Linked DNA regions of Rattus norvegicus: regions 1 and 2 are each linked to region 3. A link is a contact called in public Hi-C data. All regions are on one chromosome and are shown on one strand. The core of a region is the stretch at or near the end of the contact, and the rest is flanking DNA. Distances in the headings are between cores, read along the strand shown.

Region 1 (4,696 bases), core at 54-2,553, 180 kb after region 3:
ATTGTAAATACAAATGGACTTATTCCTGTCATTTTATTTTTAACCATACTTTCTTCTTCTTTCTTTTGTTTTTCTTGCTCCCATTTCTGCCTTTTGTTGAAGTGGATAGGTTTCTTCATTCCATTTCCCATCTCTTAATGGTTCGAATATCATAAATTGAATTCAGTTTTATTCAACTTCAGCATTATTTAAGCTTTAACATCCTGACGTCATGTATTCAAACCAAGTATTTTTCAAAATGAACATCTGGCACTAATTTGCATTGTGTATTCATTTTCTACTACTTTTTGAACTTTTTCTTAATTCTCATTTTCATACTTTTAAAATTAAATTTCCTTTCATTCTATAATAAAGATTAAGTGCGATGCTAGGTCAAACACCAGGCTTCATAAAGAAGTCTTCAATTATTCATTCCATTTTCTGATTCAACCAAGAATCCTCTGGTCCAAACCACAAAATCGTCTTTTCTCTCCTTTGTCTTTCAAAGTCACCTCTTCCATTAGCTCTTTAATCATCAACTTCATCTCCTTTTTCAATTTCTTTGTTGTCTCAAAACATCTTATATCCACCTTACATTTTTTTTAAAGAAACCCTGCATTCCACATAGTTTTGAATAAATTGTTTGCCTTTAGATTTAATGAACATCGTTTTCCAGCAACTCCTTGCCTTTCTTCATTTATCCTTCAAAATGGCGGACCTAGACAGTCATGATCAATACCACGTGCGCCTGCGCCTCCAGCGGCCATTTCACCCATCAACCCAAGCTCCAGAGTCCGCCCCTTCTGGCGCCTGCGCACGAGCCCCCGGAGCCCAGTCGCTCCTCCCCCTCTAGCTGCGTACGCTTGAAACCGCACGTCCCGGTGCTGTCCCTCCCCCGCAGGCTGTGTACCGCCCCCGCCCCTTTCCCGTGAGATTCTTCCGCCTAGTGGAAGGTCCGTCTTTGCTCGACAGCCTACGCGCTTCAAGTGCAATCCAATAGGCGCTCATGGTCCTGGGTCTCCCCATTCACTCTTATCTGTGAGCCTGTGTGATTTTCTTTTCTGGCCTCAAAGTCGATAACCGATTCGGCGGGACTTTTTTGCGTAGCGCGAGGCAACAAATGGAAGAATGGAGCTGCGGCGGAAGGATCTGCTGATCGCAGTCTGCGCGCTTTAATGGGGGTCGGCTTCCAGTCGGTGCTGGGAGGGGGGAAGGGAGGAGGCAGCCAAGGAATTGTTTTTTTTTCCCGACCCCGCCCTCTTCAGTTTAACCATTAGGAACCAAGAGTTTCCTTGGCTGCCCCGCCTATCCCCCGCGACTCAGCCAATCATCGGTGGCAGCGGCTCCGAGGGGGCGGGCCCGGGAGGCTGTGCGTGTCTTGTGTGAGAGAGCTCTTGAACCAAGTCAGAGCTAGAGTCGGCTGGGCGGCTGGGCTCTCTTGCCGCCGTCGCGGGTGACTCAGGGAGGCGGGAGGCGGGGTAAGCGCTCCGCGGGCCTCGGCTGCGGGAGACAGAGGGAGAAGGGTGAAGGACCCGCGCGGGCGGTCGCCGCGTCTTCTCGGTTCACGGTTCAGGACGGGCGGGGGTGCGCCCGAGTCGGCGGCCCGGAAGCGGGGGGCGGGGGCGCGGCAAGTGTCGAGTCTCGAGCTAGTCCACGGCGGCTCCGAGGCCGCTCGGGGCGGGGACCGGCCGCTGGGACGGGCCCTAGGCACTGAGGGAGCCTTTTCTTTGCCAGGGCGAGGGGACGAACACTTAGGCAAAAGCACTGGCGCTGCGGCTCAGTCCTCCCTTCTCTCTCTCAGTGTCCAGCTTTGAAAGGTTTGGAAAAAGCGAAAGTTGTTGGGGCGAGAGGGTCACGCGGCACTCCGGCGGGTGTTTGCGGGGGGGAGTAGTGGGGGGGTGGGGAGGCGCTGGTGGCAGCTTGGGGTGCGGAATCCACCTGCGGGGGTGTCACTCCACCGGTCCCCGTCGGCGCTTCGTCTTTTCGGGCCGCCTCCGACCTCGGCCGCCCCCATCGCATTTTGTTTTTGTGCCTTCTGCAGGGAGGAGCCCTTCCTGCTGGCGTGGAAACCATGGTGCTCACGCTCGGAGAAAGTTGGCCAGTATTGGTGGGGAAGCGATTCCTCAGTCTGTCCGCAGCTGAAGGCAGCGACGGCGGCCACGACAACTGGGACTTGGAGCGCGTTGCAGAGTGGCCCTGGCTGTCCGGGACCATTCGAGCTGTTTCTCACACTGACGTTACCAAGAAAGATTTGAAGGTAAAAAAGCAAAAAGACGAAAACAAAATACAAAACCCCTAAACAAACAAACAAAACCATCTTCTGGGGGCTGGGCAGTCAGACGGTTTTCAGTTACCTTGGTAACGGGACAGTCAAGCGCCCCTCCCTCCCTTTTCTGAAATGGGCCACTAGAAAGTTGGCAGGTGATCAGGAGGTGCAGAACTCTAGACCATGAAAGTCTTTGAAATGGTGTGTAGTGTTAAGGTGTGTTTGGCCTAGAGCTCCAGTGGCCCGAGATCAATAGTGGGTTTAGGATTGTTCAGACATGCTTCATTAACGCAGGCACTGGGTCCCGCTGGGACAGTCTGATTATGCCCTCAACGGGAGGAATATTGTTTATTAGTAATAGGTTAAAGAAGTGGATGACATTTAGAGTCACCATTGAGGGCTAGCTTGGAAGTGCTTTCAAAAATGAAGATTTCAGGTGGGGTGTTCCTTTTTATTTCTTCATTCAACTTCTTAAACTTTACAACGTGGAAATGGAGTGTGAATGTAAGGGAAGGAGCTTAGTTGTGTTTTTTAGTTCTGTTTGGCTTGTTCGGTGGGTATTTGTGGATGTGTGGTTAGTGAGGCAGGAGTGGGAGGGACTCTGGTTGTTAATGAGGCTGGGTTGTTGTGGGTACAGCCATGTATGGAAGCCTTGGGTGGAGCTGTCCCATATAGGGTGTTTGAGAGGAAGGAGAGAAATGGAACCGTGTGACCAGCGAACACATTCTGGAAGGAACCTTTTTCAGTTAGATCTTTTGAAAGGAATGAATTCTACTCTGTGATACAAATATTGGTGTGACAAAATAGTAGGGAAATAACCAGTGAGGAAGCCATTGTGCCCACAAAGACTCCTTGTGCAAAAACATCTGAAAGAAGATTCCTAACAAAGGCTCCATAGTGATTATAACTTAAAGAAAGTTTGTCAAGACAGAAGATATTTCTACTCTGAATAATGTGCATGCCTTGGGATCTTCTGTTTTTGCCATTTTCTTGAAAACTACTTAAAGGAAGCAGGTTTTAGCCATTGTGAGTTAAATGTTGATTTCTGAGACACTTCATTTGAACTCAGTTCATGCCTATACTATTATGAGTCTTGAGAGGATCATTGGAAAAAGTTACTTGCCTATGTGTTTTCAGAGTTTCCACCATGTGCCTTGTGTTCGTGTTGCAAAGGAAAAATGACCCCTGGGCATTTAACCTCGTTGCAGGCATCATAATGATCACTAGCAACTGCACTCTACTTGGTCCTTACAGCAGTGCTTTGGGCTACTAAGGACTGTTTGTTGTTGATCCCATGTTACTGATGAAGACCTGTGCCTGGGGAAGGCTGAGGTTCATGGCCTATGGGCCCCATCCTTAGAAATTAACATGGCCTGTACTCCAGTCCAGGAAATTTCCCTACTTCCCCCTTAGCCATCATGCTGCCTGGTCAAAGTTGTGCCACAGAGCTGCCACTACTTGGACTCTGAAACATGTCTTTTCTCTTCCATTCCACTTATCTACCAAATCAAGGTTTAGAGGCAGGTGTATGCAGATGACCAGCCTGTTTGCTCTAGGCTAATAACCTTTGTATCTAATATAGGCTCATGTACTAGATTTCAATCGTAATTGTGGGGTTTGTCTTTGTTTTTGTTTTGTCTGTCAAGTTAAAGAAGAAATTCTAGTATATTTATTTGATCTGATCTAAATGGGAGCAATATTTAAACTTTATAGTTCTTAGTTCTTGGGAGGTTGACAAGAGACTAGATTTCCTTCTCATGATTAAGGGCCTGTTGGACTTCACATGTAATGTAAAAGGTCTTTAACTTATATTGTTCCCCCCCTCCCAAAAAAAAAACCCTTTTAGGGGGAGCTTCACTTTCAGACAAGTCTTTGGTCTGGGCTGCTGTAATTAGTTACTAAATAATGATGGGAGGACTTGAATCAGTTTTTAACAGTGTATCTTCTAGGATTTCAGTTCAAAAACAATTTTGTTATGGGTTTTGCCTGAGAAACTCTTACAACTCAGTCCTTCTCTTAAGGTACAAATCTGCTTCGGTTTGTCCAAGCATTTACTGCTACATTCCCTAGTTGATCGCAAAAGTAATTAAGTTGTATTTAACAAAAATGTATCTTACAACTCTAGAACCAAGTTATATTCAGTGAGAATAAAGCAACAACCAGTAATTAAAACCATGTTTACATCTGGGCCTAGGGGTCTTGATGGTTTGAGGGTGTCTTGTGATGGAGTTACTAGGCTAAATAAAAGAGAATTTCAGGTTGTATGCAACTGTTTATTTACTGTGTGCAAGTCCAGCTTTTCTGGATGAAGGAAAACAAGTCGAAGGCTGCTTAACATTGTTTCATCTGGAAAACACTTTGTAACAAAAGGAATTTATAGGTTAGAAAAGCAATATCCAGAGTAGTGGATTTTGAAGAAGTTAAGGTGAAAACATTGTTAAAGTAGGTCAT
Region 2 (4,549 bases), core at 199-2,698, 200 kb after region 3:
GGACTGATAGTTGCCCAAAGACTGGACCATATGGGATTCTAAAGCTTTGTCTATGGTGGGTAGGAGCATCAGGATTGGGATTAGCAAGAATGAAGAGAAGTCAGTCTAGTCTGGGAGAAACACAGTAGTAGTGTCACAGAAATGGATACATTGAAAATGGAGTCATGATTGATTGATTATTGATTGGGTATTGGGAATGAGGAAGATGAGGAGTTTCTTGACTTAAGTAGATTGATACTTTACAAAGTAAAAATACATGTATTCTACAATTTATGATCTAAATTTTGAAGTAGTTTGGTTTTGGAGTGTAATTTAAGAATAAACATTAGTATAGGAACTCTAGATGTATTCAAAGGAAGGGAGATGGCAGATGGAAGAGATACTTGAAAAAAGGAAATCTTGAATAAGCATTTTTAATGATTTGGTAATTCAGCTTTTGAGACTACTGATTTAATAAGTGATTATCAAAGAACTGTATGTCAAAAGCACCTTTAAAAAAATAAACTCAACTAATTTCTTTATTTAAAAGATTAGGAGACAAGCCCGGAGGTATAAAGTTGACTGACCTGAGAGTGTAGTCAACGTCCCAGCCCTAAAAAGCAGTACAAAACCAACAGAAAGTTAAGTTGAGTTAGGTTGAAAACAGTAGAGTCAGAAAAAATTAAAAATTTCTGATTTTCAGGTGTTTTTTTATTGTGTGCTAGATAGTCTTCAAAGTTGCCAGAATAAGTGAAAAAATGATTTATGATTAGACAGCATTTAGTCTGTTGACAGTTGTCAGGTTTTGTTTTTGTTTTTTTTTTCTTTTTTTCGGAGCTGGGGACCGAACCCAGGGCCTTGCGTTTGCTAGGCAAGCACTCTACCACTGAGCTAAATCTCCAACCCCAGTTGTCAGGTTTTAAAGACTTGAGGAAAGTTGTGTGTCATTGTTTAGGTGTTGTTAGGTTTGGGTTGGTGAATGTGCGGTCTGGTAGAATGGCATGACTGAGGACGGCATAGGACTGATGTGCAGATGAGTAAGACGGTAAAAGTGGATAGATAGACTGAAGTGGTCTGGAGGTTTTTGAGTTTTGTTTCTTCTTCTCATGGTAGGAAATTTTGTTTCTATTGCTAATAGAAATATGTGGATCCAATATTTTTACTTTTACAAAGGTAAAATTGTATGCAAAAGGAAGGGGGAAAGATATTCTAGCTTTTTCCCATAGGCCAGTCATGACTTAATATTTTTTCCAGCTTGGGGTGACCTTTGTGATGACCCACATAAGAACAAGAGTCGTGTCCCCAGTCTCTATTGCATTGCCAAGGCTTGTGTGGTACCCCGTAGGTTCCATTGCCTACAAGAGTCCTAAGTGTCTGGTCTCCTGCCAATCTACGCAGTAAGTGCGTGGTGGGCACTCAAGTCATGTCCAGATGAGTGCATGTGAAACAGCTACCATTGAAGCTGTCATGTAAAAGTTCACCTCTGCTCTGCACATCACATTAATAAAGCAGTTGCCACATCTCTTCCTCATACAGTAACAGAGTTCCGAAAAAGATAGGATGACTTAAATTTCATGAAAAATAGAGTGCTGTATTTACAGATTATTGCATAAGTGTCCTTGGTATTGAGTTTATCACGTTCATTCTGCTGGTCTTTATTTGGCAATGGTGTTGTGCTTACTTAGTAGTAAACAAAGGAAATTACTTTTAATTCATTAACATACGGTAACTGCCCACTAGGGATCTTGTATTTAATATCTGTTGTTTTGGTATCTTCTAGGTCTCTCCCAGTATGTGTCCTGTACAGTCTGTTCCCACAACAGTGTGTAAGGAGATCCTGCTTGGCTGTACTGCAGCAACCCCATCTAGCAAGGGCCCAAGACAGCAGAACACTCCCCAGGCAGCCAATTCTCCACCTAACATTGGAGCAAAACTTCCTCAAGGGTGAGTAGTGCTCTGTTCAGAGTGTTCAATCACAGAAGTAAATCATTTTATTCACAGCTCATTGTTTCTGTATCTCATATTCCTGGAGCATTTTCATAGGAGCTACGTGGGTCAGATTGATCAGGGACCTTCAGTGGTGCAAGTACTAGAGGCACCCAAACATGGAAGAAAAGGGAGCGAATTGGTTATATGTAGAAGACTTTGATCAGTGGGGTGTGAAGGAGAGGGTGGCACATGCATTGAACCCCAGTGTTAGTCAAAATGTGGTTATAGAGAAGAGCTGAACACAAATATATGGAACCAGTGCCTTGCCTGTCAGTTCACAGGTGAAGAAAACAATGGGAAGGTTAGAAATTTAAAGTAGACAGAGGGAAGGATTTCTCTTGTGAGGAAGTGATGGTTGTATGTGCAGTTGATACAGACTTGAAGATGGGTCAGAGTGACTCTGATGTACAAAAGTCAGGTTGGAAGATAGCTGTAAAAAATGTGGGAGAGAGTACATTAATTAACTAGGATAAAAGTGGGTGGCAGCCTGGGATGGAGCTTGAGGAGCAGTGCACAGTGTTGGTTGACTTGTATGCAAACCTACACATACATACATGTACTAACGTGCATATGTATGCTTGAAGGGCGAAACAGTTGGAAGTTTAATAATACCTAAATAAAGATTTCTAATTTAAAAGTGTAAATGAGAAGTACTTCTCTAGAATAAAATACCAGATTTGAAGCAACAGCACTAAAAGAAATAGTATAGAAATAAGAGTGTTGTTTGGCTAGGCAGAGAACTCTAATATGAATTCCCCAATAAATAGTGGGAGGGGACTGGGAAGATTGCACAGCAATTAAGAGCTCTTGTTCTTATAGAAGACATGGGCTCAATTCCCAGCACCTACATGGTGGTTCAGAATCATCTATAACTCCAGTTCCAGGGGAATCCAAGGGCACCAGGCACACAGGTGGTGTGGTACACATACATACATTGAGGCAAAACACATAAAATAAATCTAATAAAAACAATACATTTTTAAATATATGGAAATTTCAAAGAATAAATAAAAATATTTTTTAAGAAGTAGAGGAAATAACGAATAACTTCCCATGTACAAGCAAATAATTAGTTTGTCCTATTTGCTTTGGGTCCTGGCCACTCCCGGTGGCTTGTTATTAATAGCAGAAAAGTGTTTTATGCTGCCCATGGTTTGTAGTGTTAAATGTGATTCGTAGTTGAGGGGATTTCTATTACTTCTGATACACATTTAAGATTTTGTCTTGATGTATGTGCCTGCCATGAGATTGCATTTTCACGTTTTGGTAAATAAGAATACTTGTTTTCTCTTTCAAATTTAAATAATTTTTATTTTGTTATATAATTACTTTAGTACAGGTTTTTCTGGAATAGAAAAAGAAGAGATTAGGTAATTGGCCTTGTGTAAATTTTTAATTTGACACATTAAAAATAACTGAATTTCCTAACTGCTGTATACATTTCCTGGTTCCATATGATAATGTTTGTTTTGAGCAAATGCTAAGTTCATTACGCTGTAAGAAGTAGAAGTCCTGAGCGTGCAGGGAGCATTTAAAAGTGCGTTTTCCTGAGTGTGTAAGACACTTCCCCAGGGCCACAGGTGGTGGTTCTCAACCTCAGCTCACAGAAACCTTTCCAAAATTTACTACCACAGCAGTTTCTTTTTTCTGGCCGGTTGCCATAGCAGCAACCTGTATTGTTTTAGGGTGATAAGAGATAAGAGAGATCTAGATGCTACTTCTCCTCCTGTTTTTCAGATGTCACAAGCAGAGTTTACCAGAAGAAATTTCTTCCTGTCTAAATACAAAATCTGAAGTACTGAGAACAAAACCAGATGTTTGCAAAGCAGGATTACTTTCTTCAAAATCTTCTCAGGTTGGAGCTGGAGACTTGAAAATTCTGAGTGAGCCCAAAGGTAGCTGTATCCAGCCTAAAACAAACACTGATCAGGAGAGCAGACTGGAGTCTACTCCACAACCAGTCACTGGCCTTACAAAGGAGTGCTTGGTTACAAAGACTTCCTCTAAGGCAGAACTGGACAATGCCACTGCTCCTGAACTGCAGAAGCGTCTAGAGCACACAGCTTCCACACCCGATGGTCTTTCAGACAAGCCAGAAGTGGAAGCAGGTGTCACTAGGCTTAATAGCTGTTCAGAAAAGAAGGTTGGACCTTCAGATTTAGGTTCGCAGTCACAGAATTTAAAGGAAACTTCAGTAAAAGTCGATCATGACAGCTGTTGTACAAGAAGCAGTAATAAAACCCAGACTCGTAAGTGTTTCAAATCTCAATTGGTAAATGATATGTTTCTTCCCTGTGATAAAAATATGTGAATGACTAGAAATTTCCCCCTGCAGGGCCAGTGTAAGTCTTCATTAACATTTTCATGCTGCAGGGACGCCATCATACCTTTGACTTAAAATGGGTTAAATCTGCTTTGGTGGTTGCTTTGTCTTCATACTGTTGCTGTCTTTGTAGCATCCAGGTTGGGACAGGAGAGGTGGAACTTTGTGGTCTCACACAGGTAGTTCGCATATATGTGTCACTGTGTCATTCCTGTCCCCTTTGTTGAACAGGGTTGGGAACACTGAGCACAGTTTTTA
Region 3 (4,709 bases), core at 1,351-3,850:
TGTGCAAAGCTTTTAAGCCACAGCTAGGTGTGCTGATACAAACCTGTGATCCCAGCATTCAAGAGGTAAAGGCTGGAGCATAAGGAGTTCATGGCCAGCCTCTACTATAGAGAAGGTAGAGGCCAGATTGGGCTATAGAATGAGACTGTCTTAACAACAATAACAATAACAAAACCACAAACAACAACAATCCCTTGGGCTCTGGGCTATTTAGAGATTAAGAGTGAACTCTCCCCATCATGAGGTTTCCCAGATCCTGAGGCCAGATAGGACTCATCCAGTACCCAGCACTAATCCACACTGACTGGTTGAAGACATAGCTCAGTGGTAGAATGTTTGCCTGACACATATGGGTGACCCCCATTTGATCCCCAGCCCTGGAGAAGGGTGGGGAAAGAATATATGGGAGAATATGAAATGATCCATCTCGGCCAGGAATATGAGGAACTCCTACATCTGAGGTGGTTGTAGCTTCCATCTCAGGGTCAATAGGAACGCTAAGACTTAAGGCTTATGAAGGGGAATGTTTGTGAGTATCCCATCCGATTTTCACCAGGGCCTCTAATTTTGTGCGTGACAGAAGTCGTGACTTCTTCACAATGGACCCTCAGGCAAGAAGGTTGAGTAGATAAAGAACCAGAGAGGAACCAAGTAGCTTTTCCCTGAACCTGTGACTAGTAAGTCTCAACCTGTGTCAGCCCAGGAGTCACAAGCATAGTCCTTCTGTTGTCAAAACCCTGTCTATATCCACAATTGGCCATAGTACTACGTATATTGTTTTCTGATAACTTTAAAGAACTGTGGAGCTGGAGAAATAACTCATCTGGTGAGGCACTTGCACACACACACACACACACACACACACACACACACACACACACACACACAGAGATCTTGGCAGGAAGTTGGTGATTTGTCCTACCTGTTTCATGAAGGGAAGTCATTCTTCCTCTAACTACTCGAAGTGTTGTCAGGTATCACAAGTGATGCCATTCCCATCCCCCTGCCCCCCAGATCTCTAGTGCAAATACATGCTCTAGTCCACACCCCAGACACCATGTACCTCCAGGGGAAACTCGGTCCTCCTCGGTGCCTTATATTTGTATATGAACTCCAACAGGTCCTCCTCCTCCTCGTCAGAAAACGCCAGTGGGTTTTGGACCTGGTGGGGCTCCCAAGACTTCACACCACCCTCACTCACATCTCCCTCCACCACTTAATGTCCATCTGACAAAGGAGACAAAGATGGCGGGAAGGGGTCAGTGTAGAAGAGAGCAAGGATGGGCAGAGGGGGAGATTAGGTACACGGCACAGCAAACCTGTTAGGACGGCCAGGGCTCCAGATCTGAAGAGTGGTACTTTAGGGAACTCAGGAAAGTGAAGGTGTCAGTGGAAGACCCAGCAGCTTGTACAGAATGAATTGTAGGCTCAAAGCCATTGAAGGAGGACAGGAGAGGACACGTCCTTAACTCTGAGGCTTGCCATGGACTGATCCTTAGACCTGTGAGTGAGCACCTGAGGAGTGCCCAGGAAAAAGCCTCTCTGAAGACCAGAGTTGTTCCTCTGAGAGGTGATGCTTCCTAAACTACACACAGGCGATGCTGACAGTGCAGCACCCTTGTCTATGCAGCACCAGGCATTCTGTAAGACACAGGATGTAAAATGTAGGCCTAGAGACCCAAAGGGATCATTTTAAGGTGAACTGTGCAGATTTTTCATTTCAAAATACCTGGTGCTAGACAGCAGAGGACCCTCATAGAAATGCGAAATCTGAACTCATCCCCTATCCCACCCGCATGTGACAGCAAGATTCCTACTTCACTCCAGCATTAAGGTGACCCATTGGATGCGGCCATGTTGCTGAGCCAGAATGCCCTAGCTTAGGCAGTCTGTAAATTATTCTCTGCCCTACCCAGTTTATCTGGCATCCACAAACACATCCATGGTTCTGTTCTTGGTGTATTATCTTCATCCAGAACATCGTTCTATTCTTGGTATGTTGTCTCCATCCAGAATTACAGAAGGTAGAGCTAGAGGGTCCACAACTCATCCTGTTTCACAACTCTAAGGTCCACAGACAGAAACCCCAGCTCTTGTTGAGATACAGTGCTGCTGCTTCTAAGTCACATTCAGTCGCAGATCTGGCTCCAATCTTATCACCAGAGGGCTGGTTGCTGTAACTAAGGCTGCAACTAAGCTTTTCCAGTTTCCACTGCTGTGCTCCATGGTAGCCAGCAGGGGGCAGCACGAACACACAGCTGCCATCAGTAGGCCTTGCAGGGCTGAACCGTGGGTGGACAGCAGGGCCTGACATCACAAATTTGCCTTGGATTTTTTTTTTCTCCTTTCTCTTTCTCCGCCCTCCCCCCCCCCCCCGCCCCCGTGCTTCTCTTAGTTTGTTTACTCCAAGTTTTGTTGCTTTCTTGTCCTTTCCTTCCTAAATCAGCTGTTGGACTTGAGAACAGTAAGCCCACCTTTCTTGAACACCCTGGTCTTCCAAAGCTGCCTTTCCCTAGCCCCGAATGATGCTTAGAGTCTATACCCTGCAGCCAGCTCCTGCCATATGCCATGGTTCTCTTGTCTCAGCAGAAAACATCCCGAGCTGTGGGGCTGTGGCTGCTCATCCCTTTTACTCTCTGAGTGTCTGAGGGAGGGCTGGGCACTCAGCTGGCACTGATAGCCCAATAAGCTAAGCAGAAGCCTGCTGCCATCCTAGACGGTTCAGATCTGCTCCACACTGGGGCATGGCACTTACTAACCAGGACATTCCTCTGGATAGGATTCCTCCTGCTTAGTCAGGACCCAAGGCCAAAGTAAATGCAGAAGCATCCTGGTTAGCTCTACCCAGCAAAAAACTGCATCCTCAGGATGGCGTTCCTCACTGGCTGAGTTTAGACCTCTGAACAGGTGTGTGCCCTTAAACCCAGGGCTTTCCCCTGCCAGCTGTCACGGGCAGCATGATAACCCAGAGACACAGCAGGACCCTCGGGTGTGTAATTCCTCAGCCTGCCTTCCAGAGCATACTGAGGCTGAGCATCCAAACCGCACATTAACTACAACAATAACAGGCGTCTCACGAGTGGGCATGCATGCCAATATCCGATCACCGGGAAACAGAGGCACAAGTTTTCTCTGGGTTAGCCTGGGCCACATAGTGAGTTCCAGGCCAGTCTGGGCTCCAGTGTGGAGACTGTGTCTCAGACACAAAAGCAAAATAAAACAAAGAAAGAAACAAAATTCAGTGCCCATCTCAGTACTGAAACTCTTAACAGGGCTTTGTGCACACTCTTCACTGCAACCTTGAACCTTTGAAAAGAGGTAATCCTGTGACTCCCAGGAATGGAGACCATTCCAGATATCTAGGCAGGAGTAGAAGCCTGAACTGATCTGGGCAGAGGGTGGGAGCAAAGGAGGCCAGTGTGGGTGGCTGGGGGACAGAAATAGCTTCAGATGGAAACGACCCAGAACCCCGCCTAAAAACCAGCCCAACTGTTAGAATGGTTCCTGTGTGTCTGTCAAGTGTGCTGTTGGTATTTACCATTTATTTTTACTTTTTTGAATGCTGGAAGTCAAATCCAGGCCGTTGCACATGCTGGGCAAATGCTCTACCACTAAGCTGGGTCCCTAGTCCCTTGTTTGTACAGTCTGTCTCACTCTTGGGGCAGAAAATAACATGGACAGCCACACTTCTGAGTGCCAGTGCACTGTGGATGCTGGTTACTGCTTTCCCTCTTCGGTGGGTGTGAGGAAGGAGCAGGTGGCCTGCACTTACAATTTTCTCCTGATCCTATATACCTTTGATTTACTGTTTCTCTCTCTCTCTCTCTCTCTCTCTCTCTCTCTCTCTCTCTCTCTCTTCCCCTCCCTCCCTCTCCTCTCCCTCCTCTGTCACACACACACACACACACACACACACACACACACACACACACACACACAATCCATACACACATACCTTTTGGAACAAGCAGCAGAATAAATAAGAAATAAGTCACATTGAATTTGTCCACACTGAAGGGTGGTATCAATCTGAGAATCAAGGACAAGTGACTGAGCAGGAAAATACGGAGTGTACCTGTAGATTTTCATAGACTTATGACATAATATGTCCTCTATCTTAACAATGGCTAAGACTCCAAGATCCTGAGAACGTGTTGTGGGTATGTGCTCTCCCATAAGAAGTCTTCCTGACCCTTCAGCAAGGGCACCCCAGGCCTTGTCATGGTTGGGTCAAGGTTGGCAGTTTCTACTTAAAGACAGGGGTCCCAGTTGTCTTCCACAATGGAGCACCTGTGTGTGTTAGTGTCAGCACTGGAGAACTGAAAAGAGGGGCTGGCTTGTCTCAGTCCTTAAAGACCTGAACAGATCTGCCAGCGCCAGGCGCTGAGCCACCCACCCACAGTGCAGCACGACACCCAGGTTAGCATGCATCCCACACGGCACACATTAGTGATGCAAGGCAGCAGATGTGCTGAAAGGACACGCCTGTCTGAACACTTACATCCAGGGTCCCAGCAGTCACCAAGGAGAAAGGAAAGAACATCCTGTTAGAGAAGGGGCTTTGGAATGAAACCCACATGTACTTAAATGTACTCCCTGCCTGCTTGACTTTTAGTCCTGATACACCCCTCTGATTGATGACAGGCAGCTCAGGGAGGAAGAGAGAAGAAGGGGGAGGAAAGGTGCCGGACAGGAAGCATCTACAAAGA

Evidence for each region. Hi-C and Micro-C count contacts between places; a contact is called where the count stands out from the background.
Region 1: a contact with region 3 is called in a Hi-C map of Schwann cells, with 5 times the contacts expected there. The contact joins the promoter of Kdm3a here to the enhancer-like site in region 3. A contact is called at or near these places in 6 of 12 Hi-C or Micro-C datasets (Schwann cells, frontal cortex, hepatocytes and 3 more) and 1 of 1 datasets of contacts at active chromatin or transcription factors (oligodendrocytes).
Region 2: a Hi-C map of psoas muscle shows a contact between it and region 3, with 3 times the contacts expected there. The contact joins two enhancer-like sites. A contact is called at or near these places in 10 of 12 Hi-C or Micro-C datasets (the Rat2 cell line, Schwann cells, frontal cortex and 6 more).

Annotation. Positions count from the first base shown.
Region 1 is chr4:105,229,977-105,234,672 of GRCr8, reverse strand. Kdm3a (lysine demethylase 3A) reads left to right here and starts at 1,303. Exons shown (of 26, transcript NM_001389240.1): 1 at 1,303-1,457; 2 at 2,021-2,236. The coding sequence starts at 2,051.
Region 2 is chr4:105,211,555-105,216,103 of GRCr8, reverse strand. It overlaps Kdm3a (lysine demethylase 3A), which reads left to right. Exons shown (of 26, transcript NM_001389240.1): 9 at 1,760-1,923; 10 at 3,706-4,217. Among named protein-coding and RNA genes, the nearest start is that of Kdm3a, 20 kb to the left of the region's middle. Within about 2 kb of position 1,448, at least 2 of the 93 cell types and tissues checked have an H3K27ac peak or open chromatin away from gene starts, as enhancers often do.
Region 3 is chr4:105,411,657-105,416,365 of GRCr8, reverse strand. All of the region lies in intron 6 of Reep1 (receptor accessory protein 1), which reads right to left. Among named protein-coding and RNA genes, the nearest start is that of Mrpl35, 18 kb to the left of the region's middle. Within about 2 kb of position 2,600, at least 20 of the 93 cell types and tissues checked have an H3K27ac peak or open chromatin away from gene starts, as enhancers often do. A contact at or near this core is called in Schwann cells and prefrontal cortex, where this site is marked.